3 separate regions of the Mus musculus genome follow, and regions 2 and 3 are each linked to region 1. The links are chromatin contacts, called in public Hi-C and HiChIP or PLAC-seq maps. All regions are on one chromosome and are shown on one strand. The core of a region is the stretch at or near the end of the contact, and the rest is flanking DNA. Distances in the headings are between cores, read along the strand shown.

The links. Hi-C and Micro-C count contacts between places; a contact is called where the count stands out from the background. HiChIP or PLAC-seq counts read pairs in DNA pulled down with a chosen protein or histone mark.
Region 2: a Hi-C map of cortical neurons shows a contact between it and region 1, with 2.5 times the contacts expected there. The contact joins the enhancer-like site here to the promoter of B930095G15Rik in region 1. A contact is called at or near these places in 1 of 39 promoter capture datasets (the 3T3-L1 cell line), 1 of 15 datasets of contacts at CTCF or cohesin (the NIH/3T3 cell line), 1 of 484 Hi-C or Micro-C datasets (cortical neurons), 3 of 115 datasets of contacts at active chromatin or transcription factors (the NIH/3T3 cell line, astrocytes and cardiomyocytes) and 2 of 9 other capture datasets (adipose tissue and pancreatic islet).
Region 3: a contact with region 1 is called in an H3K27ac HiChIP or PLAC-seq map of the NIH/3T3 cell line, with 4 times the contacts expected there. The contact joins the enhancer-like site here to the promoter of B930095G15Rik in region 1. A contact is called at or near these places in 4 of 39 promoter capture datasets (the 3T3-L1 cell line, frontonasal cranial neural crest, hippocampal neurons and 1 more), 1 of 484 Hi-C or Micro-C datasets (nephron progenitors), 8 of 115 datasets of contacts at active chromatin or transcription factors (the NIH/3T3 cell line, craniofacial prominence, embryonic basal ganglia and 5 more) and 2 of 9 other capture datasets (embryonic stem cells and liver).

Annotation. Positions count from the first base shown.
Region 1 is chr14:121,246,401-121,251,175 of GRCm38.p6, reverse strand. It overlaps B930095G15Rik (RIKEN cDNA B930095G15 gene), which reads right to left and starts at 2,470. Exons shown (of 1, transcript NR_155502.1): 1 at 1-2,470. The region is part of intron 13 of Farp1 (FERM, RhoGEF (Arhgef) and pleckstrin domain protein 1 (chondrocyte-derived)); the gene reads right to left.
Region 2 is chr14:120,943,937-120,948,760 of GRCm38.p6, reverse strand. It overlaps Ipo5 (importin 5), which reads right to left. Exons shown (of 26, transcript NM_023579.4): 24 at 4,200-4,428; 25 at 2,543-2,684; 26 at 715-2,042. The coding sequence ends at 1,956. Among named protein-coding and RNA genes, the nearest start is that of Ipo5, 35 kb to the right of the region's middle. Within about 2 kb of position 1,405, at least 24 of the 459 cell types and tissues checked have an H3K27ac peak or open chromatin away from gene starts, as enhancers often do. A contact at or near this core is called in cortical neurons, where this site is marked.
Region 3 is chr14:120,924,663-120,928,860 of GRCm38.p6, reverse strand. It overlaps Ipo5 (importin 5), which reads right to left. Exons shown (of 26, transcript NM_023579.4): 7 at 2,538-2,660; 8 at 2,328-2,448; 9 at 316-403. Among named protein-coding and RNA genes, the nearest start is that of Ipo5, 16 kb to the right of the region's middle. Within about 2 kb of position 2,635, at least 27 of the 459 cell types and tissues checked have an H3K27ac peak or open chromatin away from gene starts, as enhancers often do. A contact at or near this core is called in the NIH/3T3 cell line, where this site is marked.

The sequences.
Region 1 (4,775 bases), core at 1,221-3,720:
TCCTCAGAACCAGCATCCTTTAAGGCGAGCTCAACAACAGCTAAGCTTCCACTTCACACTTCATCACCAAGCCATTCAGACAAGCAACAGTGATGTCGGACTTGCAGACAGGCGACAGACAGACAGACAGACAGACAGACAGAGGGGGTGTCACTTAGGGTCAAATGGCAGAGAGCATACAAGGCTGCTCTTACTTCTAGGGCAAAGGTAAAGGAGAATCCTGCTTTGAAGATGGCGGAGGACTTGTGAACTTGGTGTCACTGAGGAACGTGGAGTCTAGTATACCATCTTGTAGGAAGGACAAAGCTTCAGCCATCGGTGGGAAAGAACAGTTACATCAAACAGGTTTTTGGTTTGTTAACAGCAAGATTCCCGTTAGGACAAGGTTTAGGAAAGCCTCTGGAGTTTAGAGTAACACAAGATATTAATACCATGCAAACATTTGACATGAGTTTGGTCTTCCATGCTCGCCACCAAACTCATGGCTATCAGAGAAGACAGAGAGCATCCTGGGTGACAGGAGTCCATGCTGTGCGGAGGCTCCACACGGAAGCACAGGCAGAAGTGAAAGCAGGGCGCATCTGAGGAGCACACATTGTGGGTGCCCACCCAGGGGACAAAGAGCTTGTCTGATGGAGATGCTACGCCCCACTCCCTCCCACCAAAGCCAATCAGCATCAGGTGTTTCACTCCCACTGGGAATAGCAAAGCCCAGCCTGTGGACGGCTGGCTGTGTGAGCTCCCAACGTAAGCTGCTGTCTCAGATGCGCTCTGTTCCACCTACATCTGCCCCCCTTTAAAGTGAACTTGCTCTCCTCCAAGGGCTTGCCCCACCCCATAGCACCTTATACGGTGCAGGGCCTTGAGAGAAGATGAGGCCACAAAAGCCAAGTGTACACTTCTCCCGGCGCCTGGGTGGCCATGATTCGGTCTGTCAAAGTGCCGCTGGGTGAGCGACTGCTGTGTTCTACAAAGGGTATTCCAGGTACAAATTGGTATTTAGGCAAGGTTTTGGGTTGAAAAGACATCAAACAGCGTTCCAACAGTGCAGGGGACAGAAGGTATGCCATGCTCCAAGGATCAAGACAGAATGTTCAAAACAGAGCGTCTTCTCCCAGGTAGGTACATGCTGACAAAACGGTATACAGTGGAACAATGGAAAGAATGTTTCTTAAATTTATTAAACAAATGACAGAAATGAGAATGAAGTCCCCAGCCTTTTCTACTTGAGAATTAATTCAGTGCATCAGAAAATTTTAATACAACACATTATTACCTCAAGGATTAAATGCACACACAGAGAGAACAGGAGGAAATTGTGTTAAAAACATGGGCTGGGCTGGTGAGATTCGGTTAGTGAGGTTTGCAGCAATTTTCCAAGGCAGGAAGAGGTGAGAGCAAGGGGTTGATGACCCTTCAAGCCCTCTAGATGCTCCTGGAGAGAGCGGGCATTCTTGGTAACTGAAGAGCTAAGTGTGGTCTTTCTGTAGCATTGCAGGCAGAGGGTCAAGGTCTTGCTTCTCACACTGGAAGCCAGGGGAAAGGGAGCTGGGGGTGCAGCTGCGTGAGACAGACGCTCATCACCAGGGATGACAGACCGGCCAGAACCCTGCATGCCCCATTCCCACCTCCAGACTCTGTAAGGGCCTTTGTCTTCTGCCATTTCCCACCACTGTTGAATATTCTGAACCAGCCCAGGGGGCTGCAGTGCTGCCTGGCACCAGTGCACACAGGCGCAGCACCAACCTTTGCTTTGCTGACGTGACCTTTCGAACTCTATCCCAACCACTATAGGGGCAGGTTTTCCATACCAACAACTGTCATCTGGAGACATCGCAGAGCAGCTAACCTGGCCCAGAGTCCTTAGGAAGAAGGACAGGTGCTGCCTTGCATGCGAAGCTGCCATCTAATACCAGAGCCACAAACATGCAGGGGAGCCCCCTTCCGGGCTGTGCCCAGTGGCCATCATGGGCTCAACAGAGTCACCCAAGAAAACCTCAATGGAGAACCAAGCAAAGCCAAGGCTGTGTGGAGAGCTCTCTCTCTCTCTCTCTCTCTCTCTCTCTCTCTCTCTCTCTGAGAGTTTTAAGCGCTTCCCTAGCTTCTTTCTGGTCGGGCATTCCATTGTTTTCTTGGAGAGCAACACGTCTCTGGGTGAGAGGTTTCTGAGAGTGCTACGCTCTTCACTTCATGAAGACCTTTTTCCAACAGACCTACCCCTTTCCTTGTCCCTGCCACAGCCGGTTAACATAAACCCACACTTTCAACTCTGCTCCCAGGAGACATACTCGGAAGTATGTATCTAGGCTACTAAAAGGGAGAACCACACAGCTTTCTGTCCAATTGGTGGCAACCAGACCACGTGGATCTTTGATTTAAGCTGACTCCACATCTGAATCATTATGGAATTTTTTTTTAAATGCTTTTCATTAGTACCTCTTTCGTAAAAAAAAAAAAAAAAAAAAAAAAAATGATATTAAGAGGCATGCTAATTTTGGCCTGAATGCCAGGCCTTTGTGTTAACACCCAGTACCTGGTGCCTCCAGTGAGTTCATTTCCTGTTTTAAGTTTCAGCTCATCACATGGGAAAGGGGTGGATTAAACCAAAGGAAAAAGCAGTGCCAATCAGTTCTTTGGCCCCACCCCCTTTTAAAATCTTGTTCCCAACACAGGCTTTCCCTCCTGTGTGTTTGTTTGGCCAGCATGAAGCTACAGTCTGTTCCTTGCGTTTAAAGAAACTCTTGCACTTCATTGCAGAATTCAGCGACAGCAGAACAGACCTGAGCCGTGCAATGTGATGGAGGGAAACCTTGGAGGAACACGGAGGAGCAATGGGTTCGGATGGGAGAGAGGAGCAGGAAACAGCTTGCCATGGGAGTTATAACCACAGTGGCTATGGAAATTCTAGCTAAACCCACGTAAAGGGCTCAGGCAAAGCCAAGCGATCAAGACAGAGGCACACAGAGTCAAACCAAGCCTGACTGACTAACTGCAGGCTGGGTCCACCTGTACCTCTGAGGCTCATTCAATAAGGGCTGCGCCTGTGGCAAGCACAGCGCTGCTCAGAGAGGGCAGAAAGCACTGTACGGGGAGAAAGCAGACTGAACTCCTGTGGTCAGGGACTCTAGATAAAAAGGGAAAAAGGGGACAAAACGAACCTCTAAGCACATTTACCATCAATTCACCAATGTTAAAAATGTTTCCTATCTGAATTTTAATCCTCCTTTTACAAAAAGCTTGGCAACGTACAACCAGGGAGACTTCTGAGGTCAACTCCCCCCAACTCCCCCCCCCCCCCCAAGACTCAGCAGGCCAGGGGCTGACTCTGCATCTAGGTTCTTCAGGCCTGGACTTTTTTTTTTTTTTTTTTCATTACTTGGTTTAAATCTTCAAAGATGTTCTTGAGGAGAAAAAAGTCTTACTACTCAGATTTTAAGCGCAGGGCCAAAGAGCGGGGGTGGGGTGGGTGGGGAGGGGGATGGCCGTGTAAGAAATTCCTGAATATGAATCACACATATAAGAAAGAATCTGGCCCAAAAGCTTCCTCTAATTAAATGCCTATCTAATAAAATACCATCGATGGCATCCAGATGACTGTTTCAGGGGCTGAGGCCGTTCACATTGGGCTCTGGAACTCATTAAGTGCATTTCTTCACGCTAAAGGAATTTCATGCCTTTTCAGTTTGCTCTTAACAAGGATCCACATGGGGAACCACTAGATATATTTCAAAATAAAATCTAACATAACATCACAATGTAAGGGGTCCTAGAGCATCCGCGAGGAGCTTTAAACTCTGAGTTTCTCTGTCTCCCACCCTTGGCCGTGAGATACTGTTTGCAGAGCAGCAGCGAGTAGGCAAGGCTCAAAGGCCCAGGCTCCTTCAGTCCAGAGGCCCGAAGCATGTATGCTGCAGTGGATAGACTGAGGTCTCAGGAAGCCCTCTGGTCTCTGCTTTGCGTTTTTGACAGCCAACTGTGACACTGGCCTTCCTCACCTCAGTTCAACGTCACACAAATATAGGTCCTTTCTAAGTCCCAGATGGAGACTGTGGGCTTTGGAAGCCTTGGAGCCTGAGGTCACAAGGTCAGAGAATGGGGAGTTCTGGGAAGGCTTGGTGCTTTCTGAGCTTTGCATAGGGACATCGGGGACAATTTGTCACCTCAGCAACCCTGCTACACTCGGCTCACTGCAGGCACGCACGTTCTCTGACTAACTTCTGAAATCTTCTAGAGCAGAGGATAAGCCCCTGTAAGGACAGTTAGTGACTACTCTCAGATGACGGGATGTTGGATTTCGGAACAAACCTGCCCCCAATTCTTTTAGGCACTATTAATTTGCTGGGACTGTTGCTTTCTTAAATACTAGCTAAGAAGCGGAAGATAAATTGGCTTTGCTGGCACAGAACCAATCAGGAGAAAACTGTGCTACAATACAAGGGGAAAGAGGTAACAGGTTCCCAGGCACAGGGGATGGGCAATCACATTACAAGGCTAAAAGAGCTCATTCCTATTTAGTTATCAGACTTCTGTGTAAGCAGAAATAAGGAAAAGTCCCTTAAACAGACCAGGATCACAATTAAAACAACCAAGCTCCGCTCCGCTCAACTCCCACCTGACCAAGCTTTCCTACGGCAAACTGGCAGCCTCTCCTAAGACCAGACAGCAGATTCAGAAACATGTTAAAACTGCAAACACCCCCACAGAATGAAGAACAGCTATTTGCTTCTAATTGTCTTTATCATCCAGGATTTTCACATCTAATTCTAGTTAGAAAT
Region 2 (4,824 bases), core at 156-2,655, 300 kb after region 1:
AAGATGGAGCCTTAGTTTTCTCTCCAGAAAGCTCAGATTCATAAAATTTATCACTTACTGACATGCAAGGCCAGTTAACATTTTCATCTTGCACGGACAGAATGAGATATCCCAGGTGTGTCCCCAAACAACGTAAAGACTGTCACACAGTTGCCTCTGGCACCTGCTTCTTCCCCACCAAAATTCACTGCCAATTCTTCCTCTTGCCAAACTGCATCAAACCGCCAGTATCCTGCTGTGGATCCCACTAGTCACTGACAGGGAGGTATTTGTCCTCACAAGTACTTAGTGCAGTGCGTACACTTAGCTCCCCACAAATCCCAGTATCTCCTAACCACACCACTCACTACCTTACCTTGGCAGGTAGGCTGTGTTTATCACGTGCTTCTTTTCAGCAAATGCAACAGTAATTTAAACAAAAGCCAAACTTACGTTGCTCCAGGCACTGGGCAACAGTACAATGCCCCACCTCAGACTGGAGCACAGAGGGTTTGCAGCACTGGTACGGGAACAGAGCACTAAGCCCCTCCAAACATCACCACACCCCTTCTCCAAGAGGCCAAGCACCTGACATTCTGGAAGCACTGCCCGATGGGATGCTCAAGCCACACGCTCAGCATATTTCCTGCAGACCTGAACCATGCAGAGCTGGAGGCTGAGTGCGCAGTCCAAGGGCACATGCCAATCAGAGCCATCTGAATAAAATCCATTTCATTTTCAATTTCATTCCAAATTTTGTTTTAATGAAGTAATGCAAATCATTTAAAGAAAAAATTTTTTAATTTTAAATTCTGATTTATGCATAAAACTCATTTTTGTATCACAGTTAAATTTAGTACAAACTATGAAAACGTTAACACCAAGGTTTCAACAGAAATCTATTAAGATCCCTTAGAAAATTACTTAAAGGAAACAACAGCTCATCAGTTACTGCTCTGAGGTTAATACATAAAGAAAATTTCACACATTTTACTGAAATTTTCAGTAAATAAGTTTAGCCATAATACTTGTAAAATTAAAAAAATTCAAAAGCTGCGTGTGTCTCTAAAGCAATTACAATCTGCAATGGAAATCCTAAGCCAAAACGTTTGGATCTACAGAACAACCCTAAGCTTTAAAAAAGCCGGTTGAATGTGCAAACCTTCAGAATACCAATTGTGAACAGAGTAGCTGTGTTATAACTGCGCTTTCCAAGACAGGAGACACACTTCCAAGGCTGCACTGCAGAGCGTGGAGGTAAAACACTGAGCCAGAACTATCACCTTAAAAAAATATCAGATCACTCTTCTATTAAAACATGAAAGGAATCAACGACAGACAGTACTGAAGTTCTACACAGGCCTCTTTGTATTTCAATGCTGTTTATTGAGGAGTGAATGAGACGACTGCCAGACATGCCAACGACACTTCACATTCAAGGGCCGGGAGGGAGTGGGACAGCCTCCACACCGAGTCACTGCATGAGCCTTCTTGCAAAGAACCAGCGTGACATCAAGTGACAGCCCTTTGCTTCTGGCTTGTCAGCAGCTGGTTGGCTTCTTTCCATCCCCCCAGACTCTCACTCCATTTACAGAATAAACACTAGGTTGTCCCCCAGTCTGTGTAACACACATCTATGTGGATGAACTGATCTGAAAGCTGCGTTCCTTACGTTTCTGCAGGTCTATGAGAAAAAAGGAATCGTTTCCTCTTTCCCTTCTTGTGGGTCAGACACAGCAATAGAAAAATACTCTGCAGTGCTACCATCAGGCTTACAGGGACCTCCTCTGCGGGTTTGATGAGATCCATGGCAGTCCACCCTGCACACAGGGTTACTTTTCCTGTGCACGGCTCCAGAAGAACGGCCTACACACAACACTACTGCTCTCTTGCTCAAAAACAAAACAAAGAAACCTAAACAAAAGGGTAAACGTTTATTTGGAGTTAGTCTTCTGGCAGGTGGTAGTTAAGGCCCTTCAGGCAGAGTTCAGGAGCTCCTGGATGGCTGCCTGCTGCTCCGGACTGAGTTGAGCTATGCATTCAGTCCACAATCCTCCAGAAGTCTAGGGGGAAATGCACATGTTTGGTCATAGTGATCTCTTCAAGTACTAAACACACACGACTGTAACAATGCCCAAACAAACGCTCTATACCTTAATTTGACGACTATTGTAAAACCAATAAATCTGACCTTTTTTTCAGAGTGCATTCCTCTACCTCAATAAAACTGGCCCGGCAGCCGGTACCTTAAAGCAGCCTATGTCCTACCCTCAAGTCACTAAATGAGTCGTCCGTAATTGCTTTGTTCTGACATCATTAAACTGCATCTCGTTTCCTTCTGATATTCTGAAATTAATGATCATATGCTAAGTACCCACTGAAGGACTTAAGCTCAATGGAAAGATTTTATGTTATTAACCCATTTTGAAGCTTGCCAATAGAAATATGAAATTTCTGCAGCTTATTAAATGTTAATTCTTAATATAGTTTAAGGACAATAGACCCCCAACTAATGCCTAGGATATTTTATCTGCCCTTTTCCAGTTCAACCAGACCAGCTTACCTGTACTTGGCGAACTACATTGGCCAGGCGTTTGGCACAGGGGTCTTCATGTTTAATGGCCTCATGCATTTCTCCTTCTGCAATTATACTGAATATTTTCGGTAGATTGGTATTGTTTGGGCCAAGAACAATTGGGTGATTACTGAAGAGAGAAAACCAAACATCTTTATAAATAAAATCTGTTAAGAGGAATCACTCATGACAACACTTCCCTGTGTTCTTTGGTACACAACAGCTATAAGTTCATTAAAAGCAAATGTCCGGGGCTGGAGAGATGGCTTAGTGGGTAAGAGCACCCGACTGCTCTTCCGAAGGTCTGGAGTTCAAATCCCAGCAACCACATGGTGGCTCACAACCATCTGTATTGGGATCCAATGACCTCTTCTAGTGTGTCTGAAGACAGCTACAGTGTACTCACATATATAAAATAAATAAATCCTTTTTAAAAAGAGCAAATGTCCTTTTGGACATTAAGAAGCAAGCCAGCTGGTTTTATGCAGTAGGCCTGCAGTTCCTTCTTATGTAACTCAGGAAAAAAAGACAGGCTCAGTTTTCAGAACTTTTTTTTAAGGACCAAACAAAAGAATTAAGTGCTTTGTATTACTCTGCACTGTGTCAAAAACAAAACAAACAACAATTCTCAAGACAGTGTTGTCTCAAAGTCTATCAACTCAGCAAGCATGACGTGGAAGGAGGAGGAGTGCCAAGTTCGAGGCCAGCCAGGGCAGCTTACTGAGACCCTGCTCAAGAGGAAAAAGAGGGCTCAGCCACACAGCATTTGCTGTAGCCACGTGAGACCTCTGGCGCTGGCCAAGCACACAGCACACATACGTCATAACACTGCCTTATAACGTTTGATAGACCAGATGCTCTCAAAGAGTAAACGTCAGGCAGGCTTAATGGAAAGACACATAAATTTGAGTAGAAGTCACTGACACAGGTCACTTCCAAGGAGAGATCAAATAGCCTAGGAGTGCTATTTCAGATGCAGGCAAGGACAGTGTACTCTGAGGGTGGCTATCACATTCCTTAGAATCTCATGGGTCATATACACACAGTATTTATGAACCTGAATCCAATAGGCATGAAGGAATGAATATGCTACCCCCAAACCAAAATCCAAAATTCAGGAATTCTACTGGATACCTGAACCAACAAACTAAACCCAGTAACTAACAGTGAAAGAGCCAGAACTAGAGGGCAGAAAGACACCAAAGCAATCATACAACGTAGTAGTTTCTAAGGCCACTATGCTGTTGCAGGGGTTGAAAACTGAATGAGCGATACCACACATGAGGCCGGATCACAATGCTGCCTGGTGGACCTCATTTCTTTTAGACAGGATCTTTCTACACTGAACTTGTCCCGAGATTTCAGTATGCCTTACCATACACCTCGCCCCCCACTGACCTGATCTACAGCAAATGTAGTGGGCAACTGAATAGCTGAGGGTAGCTTTCATGAAACAATATTAGCTAACACAATTACAAAGAGAACAACTTCAAGTTACATCATCTTTATCCAACCGTTAAAGCTTGACAGGGTTACAAGGTAACAGGTCAGGGTGGTTACCACACACACACACACACACACACACACACACTCACTCTCTCTCTCATGCTGCTGGTCACGAGTGAGGAAAGAAGGTGGCCTGTACCTTTCAATCAGGTCGCACAGGTAACTGAAGGTCTGGACAGCTTCTTCTTTATCTTCGTGTAGGGGCAGCCATGACAGCCAGTGTGGTAAGACCTCCTCCACATTCACACAGTCGGGCTTGAACTTCATGATCTTTCCCACTGCTGAGATGCAGTTCTCCGTGGCGTTGACATTTTCTTTGGTCTTAGCCTCTGGAGCCTGAATGACTCTTACAAGCAGCGGGAGTGCATCTAAAATAAGCAAGTAAGAACAGGTCAGCTAACACGGAGGAATATGAACATGAACGGTTCCCTCTGGTCCAGTCACTGATTACTAAGGTGTCACTGTCCCAGGACTGTATGTAAGGGGAGGGATACCAAGTCTGAAAGGAGCACGAGAGCCGGCCCGCGCGGCAGCCTAAACTCACTGTATGTGCTTGATAGCCTCTCACACTTTAGCACTACCAACCTCTCCTCCCTAGACAGGCTGGCGCGGTGCAGGCCTAGATACCGCTCCACCTTCATTTCATTTCCATCTATGAGAATAAGCACAGGTTGTGCTGTAGATGGGACTGGGTGGGGAGACTAAAGCAGAAATGGGACCAGAACGGTTCTCGGTGTGGTAAGGAGGCCGGGAAGAGGCGGCAG
Region 3 (4,198 bases), core at 1,386-3,885, 320 kb after region 1:
TGTCCCCAGGCTGGGTATCAGTTAACAGACCGGATCATGTACGCACTCAGTCTTTACAGACATTTTGCTGTCATGGGTATTTCTCCTGATGTGCTTGTCTTTACTAACAAAGTAAAGTGTTGTTTTAACAACATCCATTAAGTGCAAAATTTCTTAACGCTAATGATACATGATAAATAAAATATCTTCTATGTGATACAGAAATGCATCTAACAGAAAGGCAAACTTGAACTTGAGCTTAGAGATACAGTTTGGTCTCAGCCACCCTCTGTCACTACTAGGATTCCGAACCCTAACCCAGGATTGGTAGATTACCTATCGAAATCATCATCTTCTAGCTCATCAGCATTTGCCCAGTCCTCATCTTCTTCTAGGTCAACCATCATTGCCAACATCTGAGGAACTGAAGTCAAGAATTAATTTATACCTCAAGACTGAATTTATTTTATTAACATGTTTCATTTTTAATGCCCCTCCCCCCAAAATAAAGAATTTTAATTGAGATTGCTTCCCCCCACCCCCAAAGGAACATTATTTCCAGCCTGCCTGCCACACAGATTCTACAGCCTTTCGTTCAAGCAAGCAGTCACTTCAGAATACCCATGACAGACTGGCAAGATGGGTCCGTGACCTGCGTCTTATCCTGTAACCTACGTAATGTGGAAGAAGAGAAGTGACTTCGAGCCATTAGGTAAGTAAGCCTTACCTAAGAGGACTTGAAAAGGCAATACAAAACACCAGCAGCTCCATGGTGGGACCTGAGTGCTTGCTGGTAGGTTTTGAATTCTGTAAAATCACTGCCCATGAACAACATGGGCTGCATGCATGCCCCAAATCTGCTTCTTCCTTGGTACCTTCAAACCTCTTAGCAACACATATTTTTTAACCACTGTTGTCTTTATTGAGTTACCAATGCTAAGCCGGAATCCTGTCTTACAAATCTCACTTCTAGAATACAAAACTTTGCTATATCCTTCTTTCTTAAGCGTATGGTTTAGCTGTTGAGACAGGGTCTCATGTAGCCCAGGTAAGCCTAAAATATACCTTGCTGGTTTGAACCTTGTCTTTTAGTAGATGATTTATTTAAAAAAATGTATTTTTAGTATTTGCAATTGCAGCAGTGTCTTTATCTCTGGCTTGTAACTAATGCTTTCCTATTTAGCTTCTACTTATAAAACCTATCTATATTTACTTGGATCTTTAATCAACCCCAAATTATTATTATTATTATTATTATTATTATTTTGTTTTTTTTAACATATCGCAGATGGGTCCGTGGAGTTTTTCTCCTGCACAAATAAACGGTTGTCTCAATACCTCTGATCACTGACTTCACAGGTCAGCTTTGCTTTCCCTGTGAACTGTCTGTTCTGATTCTCCTTATTTTGCTTTCTTAGCGCCTAGACCTGCACCAACACCCTGCTCCTTTGCCTGTAGGGCCAAGCTCTCCATGGTGCCCATCTAACCCATCCTGACCACTTAGGATCGTCCAACCTCACTGCAGCTGCAGACCAGGTCCATGTGAGCAGCTCCTATAGTCTGACTGCCATGGTGCTAGGATAGAGGCTGCGCTGAGAACTCCCTTTTACTTCTGTTGGTCTCTGACTGGTCTGACTGGGTCTCATCTGCTCACCTGCTATTTCTAACCATTTTTAGTGTTCTTATCGTTAGTAACCTTATGAAACTCTTAGATCTAATAAGTAACAAGTAAGTTTTCTTTGCTTCCAATCCTCAGCATGTTACTGCATGCTTTGTCTGGAAGTGGCAACAGACACACTAACAGTGGAGACCCTCCCCTTGTTCCTGTCTTTAAAGGTTTAAGTTCATCCCTCATTGTAGAAACTACAAAACTACAGTCTGCTGTGCATTCACTTTCTAAATCAAGCTCATAAAGAATGGGAAGGTTGGTCCCTAAGCTAAAGTATGTCCACAGCACAACAGTGACATGGGCCTCCTGAGCATACGCAGCCCTCCCTGTCAGGAGTGAGCAGAGTGGAGCGCACTGTGGTCCCGTCTGCACTGGGAGCCGCAGCCATGAACTCTCCTTTCTGTTTGCTGTCAGGTATCTATCTTCTCTTCATCAGTGTGTACTCATCAACTATGTACATGATTTAAGAATGGCAGTTTTAGTTCTAACACCAGGTTTCAGAGATCTGCAAAGTCCTAAAAGCAGATCCACAATACTGGGTTCAAACATGTACAGATTCCCAGATTCCCCTAACTCAACACATACTCATATTCTGAATAAGCTGAGAAACTACACAAATCCTAGCAAAGGTACTCAACAAGCTTGCAATCACAAAAGTCTTGGCAGAGTTTTGACTTACTCGTCTGTGCGATGAGACTGGTATGCTTTCTTAACATAGCAGCTGCAGTCTCTGACAGTGTCACAATCACTTCAAGGGCAAGCTGGCGCTGCATATTATTGAGGTTAGTGTCTCCACACAACTACAAAGACAAATTGGTATATGTTCAGTAGTTCAGACTACCGGAACATGACAAGAAGAAAAAAATCCTGATCGAGGGAGTTCACTTGCCTTCAGACTCAACTGCAGAGTTGCTTCTAAGTGAGGGCGCAAGTACTTTGGTACGGTGTCTGCAATCTCAACAAGGGATTTTAGGACCGAGTCATCATTCTGGTAGCATGAGTCATTGACAGCCTACAAATGAGAAACAGAAAACCAGTGTGCTCAAGACTCACCTTGTGATGCAGTGCTTTATTCCTAAGAAGCACTAAATACTTGCCCACTGCAATTAGGCAAGTACAAATGTGCTACCCGGAGTTAAGAGAATACCTTTCCTTTTGAGTGTAGAATGCACGCATGCACACACGCACCAAATACACCAAACACACTTAGGCCTGAGTCCTGGGAGAGGAAAACCCGAAACCACAATGAAAACAGCCTCCCAACTGTAAGAATGGCTTAATCACAACAAACCACTAGTTAGGGCGTGGAGACAGTGGACCTCTTCTAAACTGTTGAGAACATGTTAGTATAGCCACTATGAAAAACTGTATTGCACACATCGTATGTAATTTCTTCTAGGAGGCAGTTCTTGCTTACCATATGACTGAGGGCAAGAAAAGTCAAGGCTAGGAGACACTGGCTCTGGCTTATGAGGAAATCACAAGATTCTCTCATCATAGATCTCCCATGATCACAAATGCCAAGTAGTTCTAAAAATGGGAAATCACATGATCTGAGCCTAGAATCTAACAACTTATTTTTAGCTTTAGTTGTATCACAGGTTGAACCAATTACAACAAAAAAATTGAGTGGGAAACTGTATAGTGACAGTACCCAAACTTTTTTTGAGTCAAGGTCCACTGTGTTAACTCTGGTTGGCTGGAGCTCACCATGTACACAAGGCTGGCCTCAAAACTCAAGAGATCCAACTGCTTTCGCCTCCAAGTACTGCGACTAAGGAAGTGGGCCACCACACCCAGCCCAGTCTTTTTATCACTATTTCCTAAAGAATTATACAGCACTTGCCTCCTGTTAGGTATTAGAAGCCACACAATCACGTACATCAAAGTATACATGGTCATATATAAACTCAACACCATTTTACCATGAAGGACTTTGGTATGTGCAGTGTACTGCACACACTCCCACACATGTGGATTTTGTATGTCTAACAGTGTACTGCACACACACTCTCACACGTATAAACTTTGCATGTCTACAGTTACTGCACAGTGCCCTGAATACTCTCCCACATGTGTGGAAGCCAGAGGTTAACATCAGATGTCTTCCTCTCTATCACTCTCTACTGTGATTTCTCACTGACCCTGAAGCTTGCCCTTGAGCTCATGGCTATCCACTGAGCCCCCTGGACACACCTTGTCTCTGCCACTGTGGTCAGGAACTCTTACCAACAGTAAAAAGCAAGTGAGGCTTGACTTATCAATGCTCTATCTGTCCAGTTTTAGCTATGTGCACAGATCACAGACCATTCTGTCTGATAGTCTTCTAGGGTAGTTGTGCCTAAGCACTTGCTTGTAGAAAAGGAAGCTATTTATTGTACTGTATTTTTATTTCTTCATACTTTGTAACAGGCATATATACTGGCACTTAAGATATATACATACACAACTGAGTTGTGTTACCTATGTGATACCATTTTAGGATAACACATATTTGCCCAAAAACCCCCAGGTGTTTGGTGTTGGACAAGACTGGACCACTACAGTATG